Regions from separate parts of the Macaca mulatta genome. Here region 1 is linked to region 2. A link is a contact called in public Hi-C data. All regions are on one chromosome and are shown on one strand. The core of a region is the stretch at or near the end of the contact, and the rest is flanking DNA. Distances in the headings are between cores, read along the strand shown.

Region 1 (6,918 bases), core at 4,307-6,806, 280 kb before region 2:
GTAATCCAAAATTGTTTTGCTCATTTTACTTCTGCATATAGTAGCATGCAAACCTATTTCAATATATTTTGGAAAAGATAAGAGATTCAAGAATTTTCATATTTAATTGGTTATACAAAAATGTCATGGTTCTCAATTTTCCAAACCTTAAAAATTTCTTTCCAAAAGAAACTGATATTAACATTTCCTAGCCTATAGCTTCTAGTCCATAAGGGAGAGAAAGCAGCATAAAAGAAAGCACAAATAGAGGGGAAAGAGGTTAGAATAAGAGTCAAACCAAAAGTCTATCAGGGAAACAAAAAAATCATAGCAAATCTTCCTATGCAGATACAATAGATACAAACCAAACTGCCATTTTCTTGTTATCACCACGGAGCTGCCTGGGCTTGTGGCAGGCACCTTGGTAAGGTATGTTCTATCGGGAGCATCAAGTTGAAGTAAAGAAAGCAACTAATGAATAAACATACATGCCCACTCATGCCAAAAATACCCTAATCCAGCCAGGCATGGTGGCACATGCCTGTAATCCCAGCACTTTGGGAGGCAGAGGTGGGCAGATCACTTGAGGTCAGGAGCTGGAGACCAGCCTGGCCAAGATGGCGAAAACCCTGTCTCTAAAAATGCAAAAATTAGCCAGGTGCAGTGGCGGGCGCCTGAAATCCCAGCTACTCCAGAGGCTGAGGTAGGAGAATCACTTAACCCAGGGAGGCGGAGGTCGCAGTGAGCAAAGATCATCCCACTGTACTTCAGCCTGTGTGACAGAGCAAGACTCCATCTCAAAACAAACAAAACAAAAACACCCTAATCCATATAATTTGTTACTTACAATACGGCTATTCTCTCTATTCATATCCAAATTAAATGAGGCAATATTTTATGGACATTTACTACCTATATTGAACATTCTTAGGTGCAACAGGGATTTCAAAGATGTGTGGGGCATGTTTTTGAAGCTTACAGTTTGACAAGGGAATAGACCGTGGACACAAGAGCACAAAAAGAAGACAGAAAAATAAGAACTCTGTGAAAGACTCTGTGAAAGACTTTGTAAAGTACAATCTGAGTTCACTTCTTGAGCTAGTTTTAGAGGAAGGGTAAATTTCAATTAGTGGAGAAGAGGAGGAAGGAGGGGATGCCATAAAAAGGAAAACTATGAACAAATGTGGGAGGTTGAAAGGACATTTGAAGAACAGTGAGAACACCAGTTTGACTAGGACAGGGAAATTCTGTGGAAATAAAAGAGGCTCTAGGTTTGATTTTGGAGAAAATATCCAGCTGCTTAAGACTTTTGAGGCCAAAAGTTATATAACAAAATCTAAATTTTAGGAAGACGAATCTGGCAATGATGGAATTGATAAGGAATGACAAGCATGTAGGTGAGATAGAAACTTACTATAATGATTGCAGGTTACTGAGCCAGGTACATCTTAAGTGTATAAATCAATGTCAGCTGAAGTTATTAAATTTTATATATGTACCTTAAATATAGTATAGAACTTCTACATTGATTCCAGAAAACTTGAACTTACAATTTTTTAGTTTTCTTTCCTGTTTTCACCCTAGGTAATAACTTCTGGCTCAGAATTTTTATTTCACCATTCCTCACCCAATCTTTGCATTAATAAGAAATCATCATCTTTATATATTAGCAAAAGCAACAAGATTATACATCATTACTTCATCAGAACAGCGTTTAAAGCAATTTAAAACAATTGCTTTATACCACACATGTTTCCCCAAAATTTCATATTTTATTTTCTAAGAGACATAGTTCTTTCTTGCAGGCAGATTAGGCCTACAAATCCAAAACAAAATGAAAGGTAACTATCCAGTGAATCTGTAATGGTTAATTTAGAGAGTTCTTTAACAGGCTGGCTGCTATAAGCATCATGAAAGCAGAAACTTAACTTTGTGTATGTAAACTGGTGACATATAAATGTCTCTCTTCTGTTATAGAAAAAGGACTGAGCCAAAAAAGTTTTCAACGTTTAACAGATTAAGGTAGTCTTATTTGATTTCCCCAAAGAAGAGATAAAAAAGTTAATAAAATCTTAAAAAGGAAATTGAGATTACTGAAATAGTCACATTACATATGCCTTACATAATATTATGCCTGGTTTCTAATAAATCCGACTTTTGAAAAGATATAGAGCAGTAGACACTAATTCTAAAAAAAAAAAAAAAAAAGACTCGAGAAAAACTAATTCTGTTTGGGTCATCTAAGGAACAGCATACGTTTAGGGACATAGGATTAAGCAGAGGACGGTGTCTCCGTCTGTGAGAGAGCTGTGTCTCTGCTTCCATGAATTTCTATTTGAGTTTTAAAAGGCTGCCACTCAGTGACCTCTCCAGCAGTCAGTCCCGCATCCTACCCAGAGAAGCACTGAGCCAGGAACAGTGGATTGGCTCAGGGAGGTCAGACAACAGCCCTCAGTCTCACAGAGCAGTCCAAGAACAGATATTGGCCACTTGATAGGAAGAAAAGGCTGTAAAGGAGTAAGGATGTAAAGGAAGGTGGAGGGAAGAAGGGAGGAGGATCCACATAAGTAACCAAGACAGAGGTCCAGAAGACACACCCACTCAAAGAGAGAAAACTTTACTTGGAGGTTCTCAGCCAGAGAGACGAGATTTTTTTTTTTTTTTTAATTTAAGTAAACAAGGATACTGGCTTGAAACGGTCACTGGAGCCCAACTCCTATGAACAATTTAGTAGCTTTATAACAACCCTGAGTGGACAAGGACCTTTCATCTATATATCTATATTAACATTTAGAAAATGTAGTTTATTCAATAAATTCATTGAAAGATGTCATGTTTCCTAAAAACTGTACCTAATTTTAGGGTTCCTGCTTACAGTGATTCCAGTTCTGCATGAGAGTTTTAATTGAAAGGGGATTAGGGGGGTGAGGGAGGTGCAGAACACAAATGAAATTTTTACAGCATGGAAATAAAAGTATTTTTAAATCTTCTTGGGGGTGAAGAGTTAGGCAAGAAGTAATACGTGGAAACTGTCAAGTGCTTCTCTACACATCCACCCACCAGATACCATCGCAGCCGGCTGGGGGAGTCTCCCTCTTCTTGCCTGACAGCTTCACTTTCTTTGAGATCTGGAGCTGGTGATCACACTGGCCCGTCATGGTATTTTCAGTTAACAAAGCAGTTACTCAACAGGGGAAAAAGCCACAAAGGAGCAGAGCAGCTGCTGCACCCGTGATGCAAGTGCAGGATGAGCCCCGGGCCGCCACCGCCGCCTCGGCTCCTCCGTGACGTCCGGGAAGGGTATCCCCGGCACTCAGGAAGTGGTGGCCGCGGGCAGCTCCGCCCCCACTCGACTCGGGGCTGGCCGGGCTGCCGGGTGGCAAGACCGCCGGGCCTTCCGCAGGGCGGGCGGGGATCACCGTCTACCCACCTCCGCGCGCACACACATGCCCGCGCCTGGCCCTGCTCACTCCTCACAGCCTGCGCTGGACGCAGAGAGCCGTCGGCGTCCTCTCTCTCACGGCTCGCACCCACTCACCCCGACCCCTGGCGCCGAGCCCAGCCCCGCGTCGCCGGTCACCACACAGGGTCGAACCGAGTCCAACATGGCGACTCCGCCCCCGCCCCCTCCACACTCCCGGCGGGGTCAGGGCGCCCCCTCACGCGGCGGGCTCGCGCCCGAGACCCTGCTAAAAATAGCCAGGCCCGACTATATTTGGTTCGGCCGGATCCCGGCGCGGCCGCGCGCACCCCGCCCCGCCCCGCCCCGCGCGCCCTGCCCCGCCCCGCGAGGCGTTGAATGGAGAAGGGGCGGGGGTGACCGAGGGGAACCTACTCCGCTATCTGCGGCGCGCGCCGGCGGCGGGTCCCGGCCAACCGCCGAATTTAGTAACATCGCCTGCGTCAATCACGCGCCTCGCGTGCGTCAGCGCAGCGCGGCTCCAGGTCCTGCTCCCCCCTCCAGCCTTTGAATGGATACAATGTAGCAGCGCCCTCCTTCCTTCCGAGGCTGGATTGGAACCCGCGGCAGTGCAGAAACTCGGTTGCTCTCGGCTGGGTCAACTTTCGGGGCATCCTCCCACGATCCACTCCGCACCACCCTGTATGAATTGGAAGTGGAGGCGGAGAAAGATATACATGCCATATTTACCTATATGTAGTTTGTCTTCAAGTTTCTTGTCCTAGCTCGAACCTTCGATTCTGAAACGTGCGCTGTCTACGAAGGAATCCTTTATCTCCCCTCGGCGCACCACCCCCCCCGCCACCGCCCCCGCCACACACACACAAATTGGGACAGGTCAAATATATAAAATGGTATTTGTGATTCAAGAGGACCACATGGGGACCACTCTATCTGCATTGTTTCACTGAAATATTTTCTCCTCTCCAAAAATTCATTTCTGAAAGAGGTTGCGTTCACTCAGCAGCAACCTTTGGGACTAGGGATCTTTAACTCTGATAAATTTTGTTTTCATCAGGAAATTTACACTTAAATCTATCATTTCCAGGAAGAAATTGCTTTCCCTCATACAGTCACCCAGGCTATCGGCACACCATTTCATGACAAATGTGTCCCAGGAGACCAAAGCAAATCCCCTAGCGAGGGACTGACTAATAAATCCTGTTGATTGATTTCGAAATGTTTAATTTGGGAGATGTGGGCGGAGGGCATCTACAACCATCAAAAAGTGAAAGTGCTAGTTGAGAGTTCCATTTCTGACCCGGTGCTGGGGAGGAGGAATGATTTGCAGTAGTCAGACCCGCTCAGCTGTTCAACACGTGTGTGTTTGTTTTATACACATTGAGTAGTTTCTGCTGCAGCGCGCGTGTGGATGATGGATGTGCACTTCGCTGGGTTATAACGTGTCCAGTTAAGAAACCCACGCCGTACGTGTAAAGAAATCAAACCTTATCCCCGGAACTATCTGTATCCCTGTGTGAAACACGCACCCAGTAAATGATGCGGGGAGGGAGGATTAGCCTGGGCGCAGAGGACCGGAGAGACGTAAACAGCTTTAGAGCCTTTGCATGAGGAAAGTGCAGCTGCACCTCAGGGCGTCTTCGGGCTGGTGCCAGACGCCTTCTGCACCGGCTGCCAGGTCACTGAAGCTGGTCAGAAGCTGGCTGGCGGAGCCTTCCCTTTCGGAAGAGCTGTCCTCTCCCTTACCCCCCTCGCCCTGGCTCCGTGCCTCGGGGCAGCCTCGGAGGCGCGCCAGCAGCACTCCTCCAACTCTACTCCACCCGAGCCTGACAGCTGGGCGGTCCCGCCTGACCCATGGGCAGGCCGCTGCACCCTCCCGCAGACGCACGCCCTGGCGAGCGGTTCCGCTGCAAAAGGGCTGGCACCGCGGGTCCGAGAAGCCCCTGGTCGGCTGTGCGGCGGAGTTTCCATTGTGCGGCCGTGCGACTGGCCGAGAAACGCGCGCGCGCGCGCACACGAACACACACACCCTCCCTCGCACACGCGGAACCGGCTGGGCCAGGGGAGGGAGGAGGAGGGTGACGTAGCGTCCCATGGCGTCACATTGACGTCTCGCATTCCAGGCACTCTATGGAGAGGCCGCTAGGGCTCCTGTGGCATAAATGACGTGCCGAGAGAGCGAGCGAACGCGCAGCCGGGAGAGCGGAGTCTCCTGCCTCCCGCCCCCCACCCCTCCAGCTCCTGCTCCTCCTCCGCTCCCCATACACAGACGCGCTCACACCCGCTCCCTCACTCGCACACACAGACACAAGCGCGCACACACGCTCCGCACACACACTTCGCTCTCCCGCGCGCTCACACCCCTCTTGACCTGAGCCCTTGCTGGTGCAGCGCGGCGCCGCAGCCGGACGCCCCTCCCGGGCTCACTTTGCAACGCTGACGGTGCCGGCAGTGGCCGTGGAGGTGGGAACAGCGGCGGCATCCTCCCCCCTGGTCACAGCCCGAGCCAGGACGCCCGCGGAACCTCTCGGCTGTGCTCTCCCATGAGTCGGGATCGCAGCATCCCCTACCAGCCGCTCACCGCCTCCGGGAGCCGCTGGGCTTGTACACCGCAGCCCTTCCGGGACAGCAGCTGTGACTCCCCACCAGTGCAGATTTCGGGACAGCTCTCTAGAAACTCGCTCTAAAGACGGAACCGCCACAGCACTCAAGTACGTATGAGATTCGCCCAGTTAATAAGGGGACTTGCTAAAAAAGTTGGCTTGCTGGGAAGCGTCGCTCCTGAAATTGACAACTTTGAGTGTGGGGTTTCCTCCCCGACCTTGCCGCCCGGCTCCGGCTTTGCTAGCCCAGCGGCCCATAGGTTCTGATCTGAAACTTTTCCCCTGTAGTGGGCCCGCGGGGATCTCTGGAGCTCGTGGGATTCCTCCCCCACTCGAAGAGGCGAAAAGCCTCTAACAAAGAGGAGGACCGGGATTTGTGCTATAGCGGCTCCAGCGATGTAATTCAGGGTATTTCGGCTCTAGTTGTCATGGTAATGATGCTCTCGGCGGCGGCGGCGGCAGCGGCAGGGAGTTGCAGCTCCGGTGATGAACGGCAGTAATTTTCCTGCCTTTTAAGTAGGATTGAAAATAGGAGCTCTGGTGGGTCCAAGAAAATGTTCCTAATGGTGGCACCGAGCTGGTTCTCTGGAAGGAAGCTTGGGAGGGAAAGGCCTAGGCAGCCGTGGTCAGAGTTTGCAGAGGCACTCGGAGGACCTCAGGAAAGAGGGCGTAATTGTAGGAATGTGGCTTATTGTATTGAAATGAGCCTGGGGTTCCACTAGGCACGTCTGCCTGGCGTCGCTGACATGCCGGTTTACACTTTTCCCTTAGGAGGTAAATCGGGTGTAATTGGCGACTCCCGCGCGCTGACACGTGTGGGGACGGTGTCCCTCTCCTCCGGACCTTGGTTCGGTGTGGGAAAGGCATGCTTTACTTTTTCACTGACAGAACTCGCGCTTTTGGAGAAGTTGCTCC
Region 2 (7,736 bases), core at 4,150-6,649:
CTGACAAATATCCAATAATTTGACATTATACTTTTTTAACCAAGGCTACAGGGAAACTATTACATTGTTGGTGAGGTCATAAAATGGCCCAACCCCTATAGGGAGAGTAATTTCAAATATATAGCAATACCTACAAAGCTACATATACATTTACCTTTTGCCCTAGCAACTTCAAGTACAGAAATCTATCTCAAAGATACATTATCAGAATTATGTAAGCATAAGCTATTGTTTGCAGAGCTATTCGTAATAGCAAAAGAATGGTAACAACAGTGAATTGGTATCTATCCAGTGAAGCACAAGCAGTTAAAAAGAAACAGGCAAAATTTCTATCCCCACCTCCAGAATAAAATTTTAAGTTAAAAAAAAGGTGGGGGAAAAGTGTGACTAATATGCTACAATTTAATCCAGGTGGAGGGAGAAACAAATATATACCAAAATAAATACAAATAGCTTGCACATTTGAAAAAAAAAAAAAAGAAGAAGAAGAAAGGAACATAAACTTGAAAACGTTTTTTAAAAAGTTTTCCAGGCCGGGCGTGGTGGCTCATGCCCATAATCCCAGCACTTTGGGAGGCCAACGCGGATTATCTCAGATCAGGAGTTTGAGACCAGCCTGGCCAACATGGTGAAACCCCATCTCTACTAAAAATATAAAAATTAGCCAGGCACAGTGGCGGGTGCCTGTAATCCCAGCTACTGGGGAGGCTGAGGCAGGAGAATCACTTGAACCCAGGAGGCGGAGGTTGCAATGAGCCAAGATGGCGCCATTGTACTGCAGCCTGGGCAACAGAGTGAGACTCTAACTCAAAAAAAATTTTTTTTTTTAAATTTTCCTAGGTCTGGCACAGTGGCTCATTCCTATAATCCCAGCACTTTGGAAGGGAGGCGGATCAGTTGAGCCAGGAGTTCAAGACCAACCTGGGCAATATAGTGAGACACTCGTCTCTACAAAAACTAAAAAAAAATAGCCAGGTGTGGTAGCACACATCTGTAGTCCCAGAGTTCCAGCTACTCAGGAGGCTGAGGTGAGAGGATTGCTTCAGCCTCAGAGGTTGGGGCTGCAGTGAGCTGTGATCAGTCCACTGCACTCCAGCCTGGGTGACAGAGCTAGACTCTGCCTCGAGGAAAAAAAAAAAAAGGGTTCTTTAATTAGGAGGGGGAGATAAGACAGTAAAAGAGACAAATTAGACTTATCCAAATATAGTTAGCTTTATAGATTTAGCTTTGGAAGAGATTTTATATAATTATAAAATAAAAGGTAAATTTTTTAAAACTAAAAATTGAAAGATAAATGAAACAAATGAACCTAGCAATATATATGCAGCTGGTGGTTAAGACCACATAAATTGAATTACAAATGTACAGGAAACACAAGGAACAGAGAAACATAAAACCCCACCACAAGGATGTAATCAGCAATATCCAGAATGTGGCAAATGCTACAGGACAGAGGATCAGTTTCCTAAACAAATTACAAGGAAAACAATGAGATGAAGAGAGAACCTATGGGTTTAAAAAGTTTTATAAACGACATATGAGCCAATTGGAATAGACAGACTTTATATAGCCCTTGCTTTGAACAATGTTGTTTTTTTTTTTTTTTTTTTAAAAAAAGGGAAACAATCAGGAAAACCCAAACACTGACCAGATATTTGATGATATGAAGGAATTTCTATTTTTCCAGATGTGACAATGGTATTGTGGTTTTTATTTAATTCTTACCTTTTTGAGGGACATACTTTAGTATGTCACCTGGGAAATTTTTTTTTAACTAATTTCTGGGGCTCGCAGATATAACTGACCTAGTATAGGGCCCCGATATCATTTCATTAAAACAGCCACAGATGATTCTAATGAGCAGCCAGGCTTTGTAAACTATTGATCTAGGGCAAGTTAAATCAACAAAATAAATAAAACTCACCTAGTTACCAATCAAACTGCATGCCTACAAAAGTACTCTTCCTGAAGACTGGAATCTGCATATATTATTAACACTAAAGGATAAAATTGACATCTCTGAATTCTACTGTGCTTATTTTTAAGGTACTTGTAACGATTAAATAAATGTTTACTTAGCTCTCTAATTTACATAGCTTCCTAAACTAAGTAAACTTTTCTTGGCTTCCTATACATATTGAACAAACCAAGAACAACAATGGCAAAACCCTTAGGTGTTCACGTGCGGGACAATTACGACTAGTAACAATTATGAACTATAAACATACTTATCAAGAGATTAACGAGAACACATCTTCAATAAAACAAATGGACTGCAGTGCTACAAATCTGAACTACAGAAGAGGTTACTTAGGGTGCATGAGACAACTTCTTTCCAATTTAGTCTTATTTCTCTTATCTCGCCTTTTCAAAACTTGTACACAACCAATACAGGAAGAACAGGCAACATTTCTATCCCCCTTGCTGATCATTTTCCCAGGGGAAAACCCTGAATAAACCCACCTTAGATAGGAAGATAAGCAGAAAAGAGCTAATTAAATCTATCGATCGAAATATATGTAAATAAAAATCTATATATATGCAAACAAAAAATATATATATATAATATATATATATAAGCTCAGGAAAAAAAGTTATCACATTGAGCTTTTGTGTTTAGTTACCCATCCAGAAAGGTTTTGTGGCACAGTGATATATTCCAAAATGCTTTGAGACTAAGGAAAAGATAGCTGCTTGCCTCCAAAAGTTTGGGATTATGTTTAGGCAGTTATCTTATATGAACACCACTAAATTTGAACAGGTCTGGTTCTCTAGGGTTGAGGTACAAAGTGCCTGAAGAAAATTATCACAGTAAGAGAAGGCATAGCTTTTTAGAGGAGGCTATTTAAGGGAAAAATGATGACCTCAGCTAAACAGGAACTTGGCTTTTCTACATCTGTATGTGAGAAGGAATAAACTTGAGGTCTGAGAGAGAAAGTTGGAGGAGTAGGAAAAAAGTACACAGGGGAACAAAGAGGACAAATTATTAGACAGCGAGAATACTGAGTAAGCAGTTTCCATCAGTAGAATTACCAATTAAGTAAGCAACTCAAAGTTGTGATTAGACAGGATGGATGTTTTACAAATATTTGCTAACTAGCATATGAGTATTAAAACTAGGTAAACACTGTATTCCAATTAAATCTAGTTTGACCTGTAATTCTAGTTTATTAAACCTTTTCTGGGGCTTTATTTTTCAGCCTTTTCATATCTGCAGGTATTCTCTAACATATTTTCCAGATTTTCATGTCTTTACATTTGCTTAGAAAGATAATTATACAAAATGCTTAGATTTTAGTTAAATCTAGATTCTATTTGGGAAAAAACTCACATTTAACAAGATTAGGTTTTTCTATAAAAAGCATGAGTTATTCCAAAATAAATTATTTCTTCTTCATAACTTAGCTTTACAACCAAACATACCACTTGAGGAAAGTGCATCTGATATAGTTTGCCTGCTCAGTGTCTCAACTTTCCTTTCCAATGTCTTAAGATTTTGCCCTTTTTTTCTGATACCCTAAAAGTGTACACAATTCATAACTTAAGTTAGTGGATAAGAAAAAGATAAGTGTCCAGTCTTAAGGAGAGAGTGGTCTCTCATAATGGTATTATTCTAACACTTCTAGAAGGAAAAATGTATTACAGTGTATAATGAAATCACCAAGAAATAGCACTATACAGAATATTTTCCTCGATACAGAAGTCATTTACTATTGTATACTTGTAAGAAGTGGCAATAAGACACTCTATCATTTAATATTACAATGTTTATATACAACTTTTTGTTCTCAAAAGTACTTTGACATTCCATTTAGTTTTTTACAGTGCTTTTTCTGAAAAGGTGCAAGTGACAAAAGAAAAGAAAGAACTATTTCAAACACAAATATTAAACATTTAATAGGATATGGCGGAATAAGCACTGCAAGTCAAGAGACCTGTTTCTAATCCCAGCTTTGCCTGTAACTAGCTATGTGACTTAATATGAGTCACTAAATTGCTTCTTAAATTGTAAAGAAAGTAGTTTCGTGTTTAAATCTGAATTTCTAAAAATCCACTACAATTAAGGTATTTTCAAATATTACATTATAATAACAGCCCAATTAAACGTAAGTCATTTTGCCATATGTGTCTAGTTCTTCCCTTTTGTCTCAATTTGACCTGAAGCCTGGATCACTTAGCCTGCACACTCAAGACGCACTCTGGAGCAAGAGGGACTAGGGAAAGATTCTTTTAAGATGGGATGATGCTGAGCAGGTTAGGCAGTTAGGAATTAATGCATATTCAAATAAGGCACAATGAAGAAGAAATCTGCTTCGATGGGGAAATACATTGCAACAAGATTTGAGGGAGACCTTGCGCTCAGACTGTCAGGTAACCACACCTTCCACCCTTCAAACTCTATTCTCCCAGTGGAATCCAAAGCAGTCTCCAGTTCCGGGTTCCCAACCAATCGCATCAAGCCACAACAGAGGGTTCTGCCAACCTGGGCACCGCTTCAGGGATCTAGATAGAGTGAGATTCACACAACCCTAGCACCTGTCGATCTCACACTCTTCCCAAATGGAGAGGGTGGGAAGGAATGCTAGGTCTATGCTTGGTCTTTTCCGATTCAAGCTACCACCAGGTCCGCTAGCCGTCGAAACTGAAAACCCCAGACTTTGGGGAGAAGGGGAAGCTCCTACGCCGCGACCCTCCCACGTATCACTCCCTCAGGGCTAATTCTCCCGTTCTCCCCCGACCCTGGTTTCTCAGGCCTCGGGGACCCCGTGCCTGGAAGCCGACAGACGGATGGCGAGAGTGAAGGCAGCGGGGGAGGGTGCACTCCAAAACACTGGAGGAAAAAACGGGAAAGCAGGGGCAGGGGTAGCAGTGTTCTCCCCGGGCGAGGGCGGGAGGCCGTTCGTGAGTCTGTCGATGGGTCTGTCATTCCCTCACTCACCAGGAGCAGAAGGGAGCATCTGAGGTCGGGTAAGGATAGGAAGACGGCTGGATGCATGGTAACGCTGGGCTCCGCGGCAGGGACAGGCGCTGGCGGCTGGGACTGGGCTGGGTTGGGTTGGGTTAGTAAAGGGCTGGGCTCCCGGAGCCGGCGGCAGCGGTGGATTCTCCAAGCAGCCGCACCTCGTCCTCTCGACCCGGGCTCCAGCGGCGAACACCCGGGACAACTTCCAGAGAGGCCTCTCACACCCTCACTTCCGGGTCCTGCCCACCTCGGTGCACTCCGGGAAATGTAGTCCTGCACTAGCCTCACCCCGCACGCCGTTGGTCATCTAGAACTTCCTTTCCCATTGGGCTCTCGGCCCAGGTCCACCGAGTCCTCTACGCGCTGGGGCCTGTGGGATAGAAGGGCTGAGGGCGGGTGTACGCAGTGCTTCAGAGGATGGGAACTACAATTCCCAGAAGGGTGTGCGGCCGAAAGCCTCGGGCGGCCTTCTGAGGGGCTCTGCTAGCTTCAGCGCCGTGGGGTCTGACCTGGCTGGGTGTAGTGTCCCGGCCTGGCAGGAGGGGCGGCCCGGTCCGGGTCGCACCTCCTGGAGCCGTCCCCGGGACGTCAGTCCTGGAGGAGGCGAGGGTGAGTAGGAGGGGGCCTGGCTGGGGAGGCTCGGATCGATCGGTCTGCACCGCCTTGGCCTTTGCTGCAGACTCACGGCCTTCCTGGCCTAGGCTGTGGCCTGAGCCTCCATCATTGGCCTCCTCGCCCGCTACCTCTTCTTTCTGCTCTAATTCCTGCATTATTAAAGTCAGAGCCACCACTCGGGGCCTCAGTTGAATGAGTCAATGACTTATCCCTAATTGTCTCTGAGGGCTCCTGTAAGGAATAGGTGTGGTAAGGGATGGGATAGCACGTCGTAAACTGGAAAACTGCGTGAGTGATTGCTGCTGAGGCGTGGATCGCTCCTCCAGTATAATTACGAAATTCCTTAGCAAAGCAGTCGAGGATCTTAACCTGGCCCCAGGTAGCTCTGCGGTTCTTCTGCAAACACCTGAGGTCCAGGAGCCCACGCGATCTCTTCTTAGTACCCAGGAGGCACACTGTGCTTTTGTGGTTCTCCCCACTCCCGCCTTTGCTCCACCTTTCTTGCTGCCTGGAATGGCCTTTCCGCGTTCTCTCTCTGGAATGCTATCTTAAATGTCACCATCTCTGAGAACTTCCCGACCAACCAACCCTTTAGTCCTAATCAAAATTACTGTTCCTATGAGTGTGACTGCAGTACCTCTAGTTTTGTACGGTTACAATTAGAGCTTTTATTACACGGGCTTGTATAATTAGGCAAGGTTGATGACACTTTCGCATTTTATAGCACTTTAACAGAGTGGTTTTGATTTTTATCTATAAAAAATGATTTATTTTTTTTAAAGGAGCAAAAAATACATTTTTTCTTAAGAAAAAAAAAACCTAGATAATGGCTTTCTCAGGGTGACAAAATATAGACAGTGGCAGAACTAATACTCTTACCAAGGTTGCCTGACTCCTAGACTAGTACTCCTATCTCTTGTCCACGCCCCTGACAGAGTCCAAAGAGTGTTGAAATGGGAAATTTTAAAAGAGCAGAGACTCATAAGTATGAACTCATTATTCAAGAAATTAAACTTTGATCCTGCCCACTTTTTGGACTTAGCACTCAGCCTGTGACCTTTCATCCAACAAACATCTACTGAGTACCTGTTATATACCTGTTACCATGCTAAGAATTATGAAGTAAAAAGTGTATATGTATATATATACACACACACACACATAAAAAAAACAGAGATCACATTTTTAGTGTGTTTTTCAAAGGATGTAAAGAAATTTTTTTGTGGTTCTGATGTGCCTAAAACTCTGATCACTTAGAATGGAAAATGACAGGTCTTAGAGTTTAGAACAGTGCCTAGCACATAGTTGTCACTCAGCTTGTTGAATGAACAAATGTGAACGTGGTCCACCCTTATTATTTTTTGCATTTTACAGAAACCCAGAAAGCTGATGTAGCCTGGGGACACACTGCTGATTATAAATATAACTGGGCCTAGAACCCAAGTACGGTTACTCCCCTCCCATGTTTTCACCTCCACCTCTATTTTGTGGCTTCTCTCAAGTACCCTTAATGTAATCCTGGATATGACAGTAGTTCTTCTGACATGACTGTTACACTTATACATGACTGAGGTGTCTCACAACACTCTCTTGCTTCGTATTTTCTGCCAGTACCTTAACTCAAATCGTCAGCAAAATAAAGACAGAGAGAGCTGTCCTTTACCATAATTAAGAAAGTATTAATATGTTCTCTCAAGGGCAGAATTTGAACCAATAATCCTTGTCAAAGACAGGACAAATACCAGCTCATCCATTATAAATTTATCTTAGAAAACTCCCAGATCCTCAGGAGTAACAGCGATTGGCGTGACCTGCTTTTTGGTGAAATCAGAAAAGCACTTGCATACCCTCGTGGCAGCAATTAACTGGAGCTGGTTAACAGCTGCTCCCTTTAGATAAGTACATGTGCTCGAGTTTACCGTGATTCTGACTGCCTACATTTCTAACAGTTGTTACCTCTCTGGTCCTTGTAGGCATTCAACTTTGGAACTTTGATAAAGCAGCTTTAGTGGTTTAGGAAGGATATTTAAGATCACTGATGCAACTATTCCTGTTTCCTATCAGATATTTGAATTCTTGCTGCATTTCTGTCATAGTCCAGTCTCTGCTTTCTTAAACACTCCTGTGATAGGGATCTCACTATCTTCCTGTGCAGCAG

The links. A called contact is a pair of places that touch in the nucleus more often than the background predicts.
Region 1: a Hi-C map of fetal cortex germinal zone shows a contact between it and region 2, with 3 times the contacts expected there. The contact joins the promoter of NR4A3 here to the promoter of INVS in region 2. A contact is called at or near these places in 2 of 14 Hi-C or Micro-C datasets (fetal cortex germinal zone and fetal cortical plate).

Annotation. Positions count from the first base shown.
Region 1 is chr15:58,583,880-58,590,797 of T2T-MMU8v2.0, reverse strand. It overlaps NR4A3 (nuclear receptor subfamily 4 group A member 3), which reads left to right and starts at 5,556. Exons shown (of 9, transcript XM_077965653.1): 1 at 5,556-6,111. LOC144334614 (a long non-coding RNA gene) reads right to left here and starts at 3,932. Exons shown (of 2, transcript XR_013404661.1): 1 at 3,815-3,932.
Region 2 is chr15:58,301,106-58,308,841 of T2T-MMU8v2.0, reverse strand. It overlaps INVS (inversin), which reads left to right and starts at 5,399. Exons shown (of 19, transcript XR_013404658.1): 1 at 5,399-5,572. ERP44 (endoplasmic reticulum protein 44) reads right to left here and starts at 5,156. Exons shown (of 10, transcript XM_077965655.1): 1 at 4,940-5,156.